Linked DNA regions of Macaca mulatta: regions 1 and 3 are each linked to region 2. The links are chromatin contacts, called in public Hi-C maps. All regions are on one chromosome and are shown on one strand. Each heading gives the region's core, a stretch centred on a gene start, on an enhancer-like site or on the middle of the called end of the contact. The rest is flanking DNA. Distances are from core to core; before and after follow the strand shown. Region 1 holds the start of TOGARAM1 (TOG array regulator of axonemal microtubules 1). Region 2 holds the start of FANCM (FA complementation group M). Region 3 holds the start of MIS18BP1 (MIS18 binding protein 1).

Region 1 (4,593 bases), core at 77-2,576, 180 kb after region 2:
TAGTCTTCCTGATCCAATAATCGTGAATGCAGCTCCTGAGGAATAATCCCAAATTTAAGATTGCTGTTGGAAAGAGTCACTGCACATGGAAGGGGATCTTCAGGAAATCCAGAGGCTTCCAGTTCCAAATAATAAGGAACTTGACTTCCAAACTGGGACTCCAGGCGGCGATTGTAGTGTCTCCTCAGGGCAGAGGGGAGACGAGAAATATACGATTGAAACCTGTCTTGGCCAAGTCGCTCCCCAATTTGTTGAAGGGCGGAGAAAGCTGTCTCAGATTCTTCTTCTGTCTCCTGATCACCAAGCTTTCGGGCTAGGGATATTATCACCTCGGTGAGATCCAGACCAAGCAACAAGTCCTCAGTAGTAAGCAAGATGGGAAGCAGTAGTGCTGTGGACGCTCTAAGTCGGGCATCGGTACTTTCCAGTCCTTGCTGTATAAGCGTTCTCAGCACCTCTCCAGAACTACGTTTCAGACATATATGCAGGATCTGCAGCGCATCTTTCCGCAGGGCTGGATTCTCTTCCCGTAACGAGACAACTAGTTGAGGCAAAAGTGCTAAGCTAAAGGCCTCTTCCAGCTGGCCTGCCTCCCCCTGACCCCGGAGAACGTCTGAGAGAAGTTGCAAGCAGAGCCGCTTCTCATCACTACCTCCTTCCACAAGCACTCGGCCCAGTGCCCGATACAAAGCTTCCTTGCGTCGGGGGAAGCCAAGTCGACCGCCCCGCCGCGGCAAAGCAGCTTGCAAAGCCTGAAAGGCCTCAGAAGGATCCGGCGCGGTGCGGAGGAGTTGAAGGAGCCGAGTCTCCTCTTCATCTCCCCCTGACAAACCGCCTCCAGAATCAGACCAGCTGCTTGAGACTGCCTCCGAGGGCATCAAGAGGGCCGAGGCCAGAGGCGAAGTTGTAGTGGGGCAGGAACCGTGGTCCCCCGCAGCTCCACGGCAGTAGTAGTTTTTCTCTCCTCTCATAATGCCCCCAACTCCACTATCATCAGTCTCTGGGGCGGAAGGACGACTGCGGCTCTGGAGCCGATAGGCAGAGAGGACTGGAAAGGGCGGCAGCAGAAGCAGAGCGGAGGGCGCAGCCGCCATGCAGGGTCGTCAGGTGGCGGTGGTTGGAAGAAATCATTGCCGTCTCCGAAGGGCTCGATGGAGCCCGGACTTCCAGATCCTCTCCAAGCCCCAAGCTGCAGAAGAGGAAAAAGAACAGCTTCAGCCCGCCGCCAGGCCGCCCCCAACTCCGGGAGGCAGCCTCTGGCAAAATGGCCCCCGTCTGAGCCGTAGACCCCACAGCTGCCACCGGGCGTAACCAAGGGCACCACGTGACCAAACCGATTGCTTCCATGGTGATGTACCCAGCGCGGACCTCTTGACCCGGAAATCCACTTGCCGTGATGAATGCTGGGTTATGTAGTCCACGTCAGGTGTTGAGACTAGGCCAAAGTCTCCTGGAAGAGGAAGTCAGAACGTTGCAAACGTAGCTAGAGCGGAGAAGGGAGGAGGGGTGAAGACATTAGACGGATGTGACGCTTTCCTTGCTCTGGGCGGAAGTTGCCCGCCCCACCCGTAAGAGTTGGGGTTTGACCGGAGCTAGTGAGGATCCAGCCCAGGCTCCAGTTGTCCGCGGCTCCTCCTCCTGTCGCTTCCCGTGTGATTACTGGGACTCAGGTATTTTCCTTTTGCTGTCCTCCAGCGGTGCAGACTTTGGCAGTGTTTTGCCTGAATGCCACTGGTGCTAGAGTAAGAGGCAAAGGACTGAGCGGAGCAGGTGGAAAGAGAGACGACATCTTCTTGTGCAGGGCTGGTTACCCTTGTAAACGCGTTACTCTCTGCCACCCTGAGTAACTGTGATCCTTTCCTCTTGCCATCTGCTTATCAGGACAGAAGATCCGGACCACGGCCAAGCTCACAAATCGGGTACTTTTTTTCAATTCCTGGTCTTTGGGGCCTTTTTTCGCCCCCGCCCTCCTCCCCTTTCTCCTTTTGTCGACTTCTCTTAACCCTCCGGCCGTAGAGGGTTAATTTTTGTTTGTTTGTTTGTTTTTTGTTTGTTTGTTTTTGACCACGTTTCCTTACCCTCATCACTTTGCGTTTTCTTTACAACGTACATAATCTGGAAATAGGTCTTTTTTTTTTTTTTTTTTTCCCCCTGTAGCTAACCGCCTCTCCCTTAGACGTTATCAAAGTCTTTCCTTCTAATGCAGTTCCTCTGTGGGACTCTCCCCTTCCCTCCGCCCCCTCCGTCTGCCGCCCTAGCCTCCCTGCAGGATCCTCAAGCATCTCTGCGGCCTTTCAGTCTCCTAGAGATAGAGATTGCGAAGACAATTTCACTTGCGGTGGAAGTTCTTGGCATCACGGTTCTAAGAGAATTCTGCCCTGTGGATTTAGGAATAATAGTAGACATTTATTTATTTTAGGCGAACTGAGAATTTTGTGTGCATTTTCTCCTTATCATAAATGATACTTAAACGAACACAGTGGAGGAGCTGGCGTATCTAGTGTGAGCCTGAATGCTTTGGAGTGTGGAAGAGAGATTTTTTTTTGAAGGAGTATTAATACAATTACTTTTGAATGACTCGTGCGAAAAGTCTAAGTTATCATTTGAAGACCCAAATTTATGCACTTCAAATGCAAGTATTCCTACCCTTCTCTGTACCAGGTGGGATTTCTCTTAAATACTTTTTAAAGTCTTGGGATAATTGAGTCACATATGCTAAACAGCTTTATAAATAATGCTCCCAGCTGTTGCAAGCGCAAAAATAATTTCTGAATTTTTGCCTTAAATTACGATTTGAATATCAGTTTTGTTTTGTTTTTTTGGGGGGGTGGGGATGGGGAATAGACAATATAAATGAGGCTGTGTAAATATACATCCTATGTTTTGGTTTAAATTCTAGGCTGTTACTTGGGTTTTAATAAGCCATTTTCGTGTTTAAATGAATCTGCCTAAATTAGGTTTGGCTAACATGTTTCATTTTAGGGACAGGTTAAAGACAGGGAGGTGAAAAACAAGAAATGATTGTAGCAGTTGTCAATGAGAAAGTGTCTGTTTCTCATAGTCCCAACCTAAGAAGCTCAAATGTGTAGACCCATGTATTGCCCAGACTTGAGGAACCCAGTTCAAACTAACCTAGAGAATGATGTACACATTACAGTGCCAGTTTATGTTGAATCAGAATTTTCAAGTTGAAAATCCAGTGCGCTCTTTCTTGTATCGCAGAACTTGGGAAGCCAAGTTAATAACTAGAGGTTGTGTGGTAATCATGGAATCACAGAAAAGGACTTCGAAAGTCTTAAATGAGAGACGTGGGTACTTAAGCAGTTATCCTGCCCTTTTCCTGGGAACAAAGCAAGATGAGTCTTCCTTTTGATTGTTTTTTTAGGTCCCTGTGAATCACTGTACATTACAGATTGCAATTTATTTTATATCTGTTATATTTTGTCTCTTTGATTGAAGACTTAGAAGATGCATTAGTCTCCGTAGTGGATATTTAGGAAATGGGACTTCATCAGCATCACGCCTTACTAATTATCTTTTAGAACTATTTTGTGGAACGTAAATCTCATTCATTGAGTGTGTATTCTGTTTATTAAGCAGATTTTTTTTAAATCTTACTTTGGAAATCTAGGAATTCTTCTTATATTGACTTAAAAAGCCTTTCGTATTTAATCATATAGAGAGAGAGTACAAATTTATAATCAATTTTTAGAATAGTAGAATACACTGTCAGGTGTCTTATTAATAGTACACCTCAGAAGGTTAAAAGGAAGTGGTTAAGGATACATTGAAAATTGCAAATTCAGCTAAAACAAGTTTAAAATTTCAATAATTTCAAGAGTGTAGTTAAATTAGTGAATTATAGGAATGTGTGTGCTACATATGTTAATTTTTTTTTAGCTGAACTTAAGGGTAAACACAATTGCCCTAAAACCTCCTTTATTTCCAGAATCAGAGATAACATAGTAGTTCCCTGGGCGAATCACTATGATTTTTCTATGTTCTTACTCAAATTTTACAGACATCCAGGAATATTGAACATCAGTGTGAATTCTGTAAACTAGTAAGAATTTTGTATAGTTTGAGAAGTTATTGTGAAGAAATGCTATGCAAATGAAAGTTGCTATTAGTATTAACAAACAATTATAATAACACCATGTTTTGAGTATTTGCTATGTGCCAGGCACCATGCTAGGTACTTAGTAAATATTAAGTCATTTAATCCTCTCAAGAATTTTTTGAGGTTACATCTTCTACATTTGGACTGTGGGACATTTTATGGGTGTTTCCACAAAAGAGTAATTGGATAGAGGAAGAAAGTATAACTCACATTTGCTTAGAGCTTGGAGAAGGTTTTGGTGGAGGTCAGTGTTGAAACTTTAGGATAAAATTAAGATTTTTTTCCCATTATTCATATGTTTTATTATATATCAATTATATATTTTTTAATTTATTATTTTTTCTTTCAATCCTTGTTTGGTTGAAGATTATATATATTTTAATCTACCCTTTTTGGATTTCTATTCAAAATCTTTTTAGTTTCTTGTTTGAGGTAACACTTTAATAAGTTAAGAAATTATGAGCTTATTTTAC
Region 2 (4,552 bases), core at 1,443-3,942:
TCACTATGTTGCCCAGGCTGATCTCAAACTCCTGGCCTCAAGCTAAAAGTTTTTAAATGCCCCTCTCAGGTGGAAATTTTTAACATGCTGTGTATTAATTTAATTTGGAATGATACAAATAACTGGAAAAATATATTATATTCATTTCCTGAATATAATTAGGAAGATCAACTATTTAAAAAGATGACAATTATCCCCAATACAGAGATATAATAAAATAACATTTACAGTCCCCAAAGAAATGACTATACAAATTCAAAAACTGGCAGTGAAATTCATGTCTTTGCCCTAAATGAAATTAACTTTCCCTACCTTTTCCCTCTTTTATTCTTGCTCTATAATATCCTCCTATCATCACCAGCTACTATAGTTTTAACTACCATCTATATGTTTATAATTTCCAAATCTGTATCTCTACCTCAGAACTCTCCAGCAAGATCCATACTTCTATCAATATCACCTAATGAATATTTACAGCTGAATTCCTCATAGACACCTCAAACTCAACACATCTAAACCATCTTTCCACGTTCCCCTAAACCTGCTCTCCATTCAGAACTCACAGTCTTCAGTTTTCCAAGTCAGAAATCTGGAAGTCATCCTACATCCCTTCTACCCCTCATTAGATACCCTGTCTTTAGCCTTCTTCTCTCTAATCTCTTTCAAATCTTAAGTGTTATCCCAGCTAAATATTTTTTAATGAGTCCCCACCACCTTTATCCACTATGGCCTACAAAGGCTTTCAAACTGTTAAGCATAAAATATTAATGACCTGGCCCTTAAGTAGAAGAGGCAAGGTCCCCCTTAATAGAAGAGGGAAACAGAGAGTCAGTTTCATTGAGTGCAAAGATATGAATGATGTTTACAACCACATCCCACTACTTCATCTTATTTTATATTCCTGGAGTACTCAACTGGAAGGCACTGTGTTAGGTATGTGGCATACATCATGTCATTATTTTACCTAGCCGCCAAGAAAAGACATCGTATATCCACTACCAATCTTCATTAATTTCAAAACTCCATTCATACCCTATTTTAGATCACTGTCCCAACCATGACTAGGCTCTTATGATCTACATCTGACACTAATTATCTGGTTAGTCTTAAAAAAGAAAAAGAAAACAACAATAACAGCAAAAGGCAGTGGAGACACTAATTTGAATGGATGACAGAAAGTACAGATATTCTTTATCACCATCTGTTCTGAGATAATAGACGTAAAGGCTTTTTATAATATTGTCAATAACTTCCATCGCACTAGTAACTATTCGCCAAAATACTCTTTAACAGTACAGTTACACTACAAAATACCGTTTAACAAAATTATTACCTGGCAATAGGCATAGTTTCCGAGAGCTTTATGAGCTTCATCAATAACTAAACACTTTATTTCAGCAGCGGGACAAGCTCCTCTGGAAAGGTCATTTACCATGACCTGAGGTGTAAGAAAAAGGACTCTCTTACTGCACCATATTTCCTTCCTGGTGAAAGCTTGTGTAGACCCTGAAAATAAAAGTGACATTCTACATTCTAAACTTCAGACTGTTATCTATAAAATATAAATAGTCTGGCCTTTTCAGAAGGCAAACATGCTTTGGTAATATTAAGAGAAAAACAATTTGACAATTCATCGGAATGCTACATTTTAAAGTTCTGGTGTGGTCCAAATATCAAAGCTGGCACTTATCTAGGACTACAACCAAATTATCTTTAGAAAATTCCTACAAAATGGCATAATATTTGAAGAGAGGCAATTTCTTCAACTGAGAAATCTTTTTCAGGAAGAATGCCAGGAAACACCATGTTCAGTTACCCATGGGGTATACACATATAATAGCTTCAAAATACCATGAGAAGCTACAGATATTCTCTGAAGATTGAATAAAGCAACCCTACTCATCAGTGTTGGGCTTGCTACAAGTAGATAATGTTTTAAGAGAGAGGGCATAAGATGCACATATTCTAGCTTGGGAACTATTCCACATGGGTCAGGAATTCCTTTAACTCTATTTCCACCAAAACGCATGTTTTCCCCTGGAGACCCAGCTCTTACTTCAAAATTAGTCCAGTCTAAGATACCTGTCATTTCGGCCATGTGAGATTGAGGGATACCCATCACCTGGTAGCAAGCCTCGATCTGCTGTGTCACCAAGGGTTTCGTTGGGGCCATGAAGACCACCTTTCCTGAAGGGAACCAGCGGTAGAAATTGTACATGACCACGGCGGCAATAAAGGTCTTTCCCAGTCCGGTAGGTAGACACACCAGCGTGTTGCAGAACAGAGCAGCTCGGGAGATGTGCAGCTGGTAGTCTCGCACTGGGCAATTGGTAGGGTAAATCCACAGGGCGCCCGCGGAGGTGCAGAACCCGCCATTCTCTATACACAACTGCCGCTCAGCCTCGTACGCCGCGACAAGCAACACATCATCGTCCGACTCCAGCTGAGCCTCCGCTGTTGCTGACAAAGGCGCCTTGGAGCTGCCAGGGCTCTGAGGTCGCTCAGTTCCGGAGCTACAACCCGGAGCCCCAGATGATCGGGAGATACTTGAGCCCCACGTCTGAAAAAGCGTTCTTTGCCGTCCGCTCATTAGGCCAACAACCACCGAAGGCTTCGGTCAGATATCCGTAGCAGCGGCAGCTCAACCGCTACGGTTCCGATCCCCATCGGTTTCCTTCGCGCAAAACTCTGCAACGAGAAGGCGGGACTAAAGCCAATTTATCCAGTAGAAAATGCTGCCACTGAGTTTGCGTTGGGAATATCATTGGCTGGCTTCCCGGAAACCTGTGCAGGCCTCCCGGAGACTCATGCGCACCATTAAGGCGTTACTCTAAATATGGTCCCCTGTGCGCTTCCGGTGTTTTGTTTTGTTTTAAAAAACTCAAAATTTAACTTCCGTTTCCAAAGATTAGATGGCTGGGGGTCATTGCTAACGTGATTAAATCACTTAAAATGTCATAATAGAGATTTATTATAAAATATATACCCTGGGACAATGGAATACCCATCAATTTGTGAACTTAATGTTATTGAGCGTCTAATGTGCCTCATTCCTTGTACTTTTAAATCAGAATATAAGGTGAAAAGCAAAAGTGTGTAGATGGAATAATTTGTCTTATATCTCTATCTGGGCCGAGAAAACAAAATGCCAAGTCTCTTTTTCACCGTGCAAGGAGTGGCAACCCATTATTTTAATATTTTCATTGTTTAAAGGTACGTGAACGTGGTCTGGTCCAGCTATTCGTCAGAATTTTTTATGTTTTAATGCTCCTTGCATAGCAGAGCTAACTCATAGGCAACATGCCCAGAGTCTGCCTAGATTTTTTTAAGTAAGGAGTCCTAATGTTCAACTATTAAATCTTTATTATAGATAGAATTATAATAAATGTCGGTGTGCAATTATTCCACTCTAACAAAGATTTCTATATCAAACAATTCCTGACTTCTCTCTAAACCTGACTTTGAGTAACCTCTGTAAATTTGTTTCCTCGTGTACTGAGAAAAAATATACATCACAGAGTTACGAGCATTAATAATCTCATTCTCATCAGCAAGTGGCATCCTTAGTGCAGTTTCTTTATAAATTGTTTATTCAAGTTTCTGAACTTCGTGTTGGACAAACTTTCTCGTATTTGTATGGGGGGAAGGGGATGGGCAGCTTGTATTTAAGTTTCAGTTGTGTGATCTTTAAAAGGGAGATGATAGGATATGGATTTTCGGATCGACAAGGACTGAAGCAGTTTAGGTGTGAATTTTTAGGCTAGAACTAGATAAAACGAAGTAAGGAGCCTGAATGCTGTTTTCTTTTAACAGGTTATAGACTGAACTTTAAAGGCATAGCTGCCGTAGGTAATACATGTGGGTAATGGTTGATAAATGTCGCTACCCTCAGAGGTCTCTTCACAGTGGGTCTAACTCAGAATCGAAGATCGCTAGCGGTCTTCAAGTCAGCCTACTGCAGAGACGACCGCGGGAGGTTTTTTAACCTGGACTGAACAAAGAAACCCTCATAGCACATCCTTGACGTCACTCAAAAACAAGCCCCAATCCCGACTGCTAGCGCAGTGGCCCGCCCCTCGACCTCCGTGAGTGGTCATGCCCCGCCCTAGGGGGCGGGGCGATGCCGAACTGCGGCGGGCTGGCTCAGTAAAGCGGAGGCAGCGGGGGAAGATGGCGGCGGCTGTTCCACAGCGGGCGTGGACCGTGGAGCAGCTGCGCAGTGAGCAGCTGCCCAAGAAGGACATTATCAAGTTTCTGCAGGAACACGGTTCAGATTCGGTACCGGAGGCGTAGGGGCGGCCGGGCTGGTGCGGCTGAGGGACGCCTCACCCCCCTGGAGATGCCCATACATTCCGTATTCCTCTGTGCCCCCGCCCTCGTCTTCCCGCGGCCGGTGGCCGGGAAGGCCGGAGCGGCCCAGGGTGTGCTTTGGGCCTCGCTCCCGCCCCTCGGGCGTGCCCTGCTGGGGCAGGGGAGCAGCTTTGTCTCTTGGAGCCCACAGGCTGCAATTGTAGAGTTAGAACCTCATTGGGATCCTTGAGTGGGGGTGGAG
Region 3 (4,610 bases), core at 1,090-3,589, 140 kb before region 2:
TATAAACAAAGACGGTAATAGCCCTTTCCCAAAGCAGACCTTCTTCTTCCCTGGAGACTAGATTGCCTTTGTAGAACTAACATTAGCCACAATATTAGAAACTATGGTTTAGGAGTCATGCAGCTGGAGGCTACAAGATTCTGACCCTCCTTAAACTGCTCCTAAGATCAGTGCTTGAGATATTTTTCAGACCCAGCACACAGAGGATCAGCTGGCACCACCCAGATCAATAAACGGGCTCATCTGATTTTGTGACCCCCCAAACCAGGAACTGACTCAGCGCAAGAGACAGTTTCTACTCACTATGATTTCATCCCTGACCAATCAGCACTCTAGTTCACTGGGTTCCCCCCCACCAAATTATCCTCAAAAACTCTGATCCCCAAAAGCTCAGGGGAGACTGATTTGAGTAATAATAAAACACTAGTCTCCCGCACAGCCAGCTCTGCATCAATTACTCTTTCTCCATTGCAATTCCCTTGTCTTGAATTGACTCTGTCTAGGGAGCAGGCAAGGTAAACCCCTTGGGCAGTTACAGTATGTTGCCATTAAGGGACAGATGAACTGTACCTTGGCCTGTATGCCTTCTCATCACACTTTGTTATCCACAAACTGTTTAATCCAGTTTTGTTTGGAAAATTACTAGTCATCTTATGTAAATTCCTGCGGCCATTCACATTGGGGCATACTACATACTACTTCTTTCTTACATGAGAAGTGGCCAATTAAAAAGAAGTGTGCATTTCTGAGTGCCTGCCCTTAATACGTCAGGGTTCCTATTTTGCCTAAACTTGTGAGCCATGGCCATCTTCATCAGGCACAGAAACCTCTTACACCTCAATTTCAGGTGCTTTGAAATCTGAATGACCATCCCTTCAAACTTCCCCTATCAAAGTATATTTCACACATGCCATTTAACCTGTTTTAAGGCCGGTTCCCACAAAACTAGTGCAAATCCATGTCCAATCATTTTCTCATTATGGTGTACAAGAAAGAAACTTCATTTTATCCAGGTAAGTTTGCTTCCTTTCCCCCTACCTCCAACTGTTGTTTTTCCTTACTTGCATTCATGTGGATGTTTTAAATTTATATTTTGGATTTTGATTATTCAGTGTACAAAATTCAGATGTGTAATACCTAACCTTGTTTTTTACTCTGTTTTTATACTCTTCCTTAATCACCTAGCCTTGTTTCCACATGATAAGCTCTCCCTTAGCTAAGAAAGCTGGACGAACTCCATTTGGCTCCGTCATTTGCAAGGTTTCAAGGACTCCTTACCCACCCCCTTCCTCTGGCCGAGAATTTCGAGCGTTAGCCATCTCTCGGTCGCCAGCTAATAAAGGACTCTTAAATTTGTCTCAAAGTGTGGCGTTTCTCTAACTCACTCGGGTACAACAGATGCAGGATTTAGAAGGGATTGCACAAGTCACTTAAAAAAAGATCAATCCATTACAACCTTTTCAGTAAAGCCTCTTAATGGGGAAATGTGATATGTGACTAGGAAGTTGAGTAATTTTCTTAAAGTATAAAATAAAAAGAAGCTCTCATCACAAATGCGGATGGGGGGAAGAGGACAGACTTCATGCAGGACTGGAGTTGAACAGGGTTCAGGGCTGAAAACACACCTTACATTCCCTCGCTTCCCCTTCTCTACTTTCAAGACTGAACCAATGTGCCCTATACAAGGCGAAGTATACACCCGGTAACTCCGCGGTATCAGAGCGGAGATTCACTGGGTGCAGTCTAAGGCGGGACGCAGCCTGGGGGCCACCGTCACAAGCTGCATGCAGCAACCTACAGTTGTTGAGATTAATGTTTCTAGAATGTGAGGTGACTTAAAAATAATAATAATCACTTCCTGGCCCGGCGCGGTTGCTTGCCTGTAATCCTAGCACTTTGGGAGGCCAAGATGGGAGGATCGCTTAGAACCCAGGGGTTGGAGACTAGCCTGAGCAACATGGCGAGGCCTCCTCTCTACAAAATAAAAATTAGCCAAGCATGGTCGCGCACGACGGTAGTTCCAGCTACTCAGAGGCTGAGGTGGGAAGATCCCTTGGAGTTCCAGGCTGCAGTGAGCCGTTATTGCGCCACTGCCCTCAGGCCTGGGCGACAGAGCGAGAACCTATCCCCCACGCCCCAAAATATCACACTTCCTGAGGGAATGGTTCAAACTAAACATCCCACTTTGTGCGTAACTTTACATTCAATCCATCATCCCCTCAAGAACAAAATGTTCTTTCTCCCCCTCAAACATGGAGGGCAGAAAAACAGACGTTCTCTCAAACCCACCGAGCACGCTGTTTTCCTGAGACGGAAGAGACGGATAACAGCCGCTACTGCGCACAGCCTAGTGGGGGAGGACGGCAGCCAGGAAGGGCCAAACTTAGACGCAGCAGCGCCGGAGCGCGCTCGCGGCCCACCGCGTGCGACGTCAGCTTTGCACCGGCAGAGCTTCACGGGAGGAAAGGCGGGATTCAGGGTGGGCGGGTGCCCTGCGAAGACGAAACGAACTTTGAGGAAAACTAGAGGATCTCGCCCCCTGCCTGTGACAGCTTAGGGTCGCCTACTTTTTGTGGATACACTACCGTCCACGGCGTGCAGAGGCCGCCTGCAGTTTTCTAGCGTCCCTGTGAGACGCACGGTGGCGCAATTCCCGAGAGTGCCAATCCTAGGCCGGCTGGAGGGCGGGCTCTTCAAATTTGAATTACGGAAGTGTTGTGTGATAGTATCTCGCGGAGGGGGTAAGCGTCGCTTGGTGCCCGGCCGCCGCGGGCAGGGGCCACCGTGGGCCTGAGGCGCGAGCCGGGCGGCGTCCGTCCCTCCCTCCGCGCGGAGCCGAGCCGGGACTGCGGCAGTCTCTCCCTGCCAGGCCCTTCACCCAAGGTACGTCCTCCCGCGCCCCCCGATAGCCTCCTGCCGCGGGTCCCCGCCGATGGTGGGCGTCCTGCCCTTTAAGCATGTAGGCTCACGCAGTTTATTTATTTATTTATTTGTAGATTTCTGGCTTTGGTACTGATTTTACAGCTTCGCACTCGATGTTCACTTATTTTGTGTCTACTGTACTTAAGAGAGTAGAACACGATTGCTCAGATTTATTTCGATGGTGAGCGTTCTAGGTCTTTGTTCTAAAATAACTTTTTTTTTTTTTTTTTAGAATACCAAGTGGGAAAATTATATGCGTCAGTACCCAACTCTTCCCCTTGGGACCCCAGGACCCACAGGGCTATAGAAGCAATTGATCATTCAGCTTATGTTTTGTTCTGGTTAAATTGCATGCTTGTTGCAAACAGCTTTAGATGTTAATAAAATTATTTAGAAAATGGTCGGGCGCGGTGGCTCACGCCTGTGATCCCAGCACTTTGGGAGGTCGAGGCGGGTGATCTTTGAGCTCAGGAGTTCAAGAAAATGGTAGGCCGCTTCATCCTGCCCTTCGAAGATAAACACTGTTTACAATTTGGTTCACTGCTTCCAGAGTTTTTCTCTATGCTTGTTTGTGTTTTATTTATTTATTTAATTTTTTTTTTACACAAATGCAATTATATGTTGTTACTTTCTTTTTCAATTTAATATTTCTTGGACGCTTTTCCGTGTAAGTACATATATATGTATTTATTGAATACATAAATTGTATGGATGTGGTGGAATTTATTTTGTCCTTTATTGGTAGACATCTGGGTTGTTTAATTTCATTTTATGCTGCAGGTACTGCAGCATGAACTTCCCTGTTTAGTGGCTGTGTAGACTACGTTGCCTTTTGGTAAAGAACTTAAGCTATGGAGTCGGGTAGAATCGGATCCTCTTTCTCACTGTCGAGTGACCTTGGTCAGGTTACTTAACCACCTTATACCTTAATTTCTCTTTTTTCAAATTTGGAGTAATAACAGTACTTAACTCTTTCGAGTTACTGTTAGATTATATAGTGACTGGCATGTAAATATTCAGTAAATAACGGCTATTACGATACATATATATTTGCATTCTTATGCAGATGTTTCTATAGGAAAAAACAAGTTAGAAGTGGAATTCCCAAGTCAATAGTATGCAGACTTGCATTTGAAATTAATCTTTACCAATGTGATATGAAAAAAAAATCAGTTTTAGTTTGCATTTCCATTTATGAGTAAAATTAGATGTCACTTGACTCGTTTGTTGGCCTTTTTGTATTCTATTAATTGCATTTCATGTCCCGTGACCGTTTTCTGTTTTGTACATTTTTTAAAGTTGATTTATTAGGTCTCTTTGAATGTTATGTAAATTAACCCTTTGTCATATGTGCTGAGTATTTTTTTCAAGTGTATCATTTGCCTGTTAACTTAAAATTCTATTTTTCCCCTAATTCTATGTCCCAGTTTTGGTTAGTGTGCTCTGGGATTTTTGACCCATTCCATAGTAATAGTTATTATTACTGCTACCACTACAGTAAATTCTTACAAGAACTTTCCATGTCTTTTTGGGAGGAGGAGGAGGAGTTATATTCAGGATCATATACATAATTGTTTAGCTTCAGTTCTGTGTTTATATGTGTCACTTGTAACTGACTGTCATATGTTCTGAGAAATACATTCTCAGGAAATTTTTGTCATTGTGCCAGTATCATAGAGTGTACTTAT

Evidence for each region. A called contact is a pair of places that touch in the nucleus more often than the background predicts.
Region 1: a contact with region 2 is called in a Hi-C map of fetal cortex germinal zone, with 3 times the contacts expected there. The contact joins the promoter of TOGARAM1 here to the promoter of FANCM in region 2. A contact is called at or near these places in 5 of 14 Hi-C or Micro-C datasets (CD4 T cells, cortical neurons, fetal cortex germinal zone and 2 more).
Region 3: a contact with region 2 is called in a Hi-C map of liver, with 2.8 times the contacts expected there. The contact joins the promoter of MIS18BP1 here to the promoter of FANCM in region 2. A contact is called at or near these places in 3 of 14 Hi-C or Micro-C datasets (blood, fetal cortex germinal zone and liver).

The regions. Positions count from the first base shown.
Region 1 is chr7:118,292,753-118,297,345 of T2T-MMU8v2.0, reverse strand. TOGARAM1 (TOG array regulator of axonemal microtubules 1) reads right to left here and starts at 1,326. Exons shown (of 18, transcript XM_077940950.1): 1 at 1-1,326. The coding sequence starts at 1,094. It overlaps KLHL28 (kelch like family member 28), which reads left to right and starts at 1,641. Exons shown (of 5, transcript NM_001261270.1): 1 at 1,641-1,670.
Region 2 is chr7:118,470,881-118,475,432 of T2T-MMU8v2.0, reverse strand. FANCM (FA complementation group M) reads right to left here and starts at 2,692. Exons shown (of 22, transcript XM_077940953.1): 1 at 2,083-2,692; 2 at 1,334-1,506. The coding sequence starts at 2,590. FKBP3 (FKBP prolyl isomerase 3) reads left to right here and starts at 4,146. Exons shown (of 8, transcript XM_077940962.1): 1 at 4,146-4,552.
Region 3 is chr7:118,607,168-118,611,777 of T2T-MMU8v2.0, reverse strand. MIS18BP1 (MIS18 binding protein 1) reads left to right here and starts at 2,339. Exons shown (of 17, transcript XM_028851531.2): 1 at 2,339-2,883.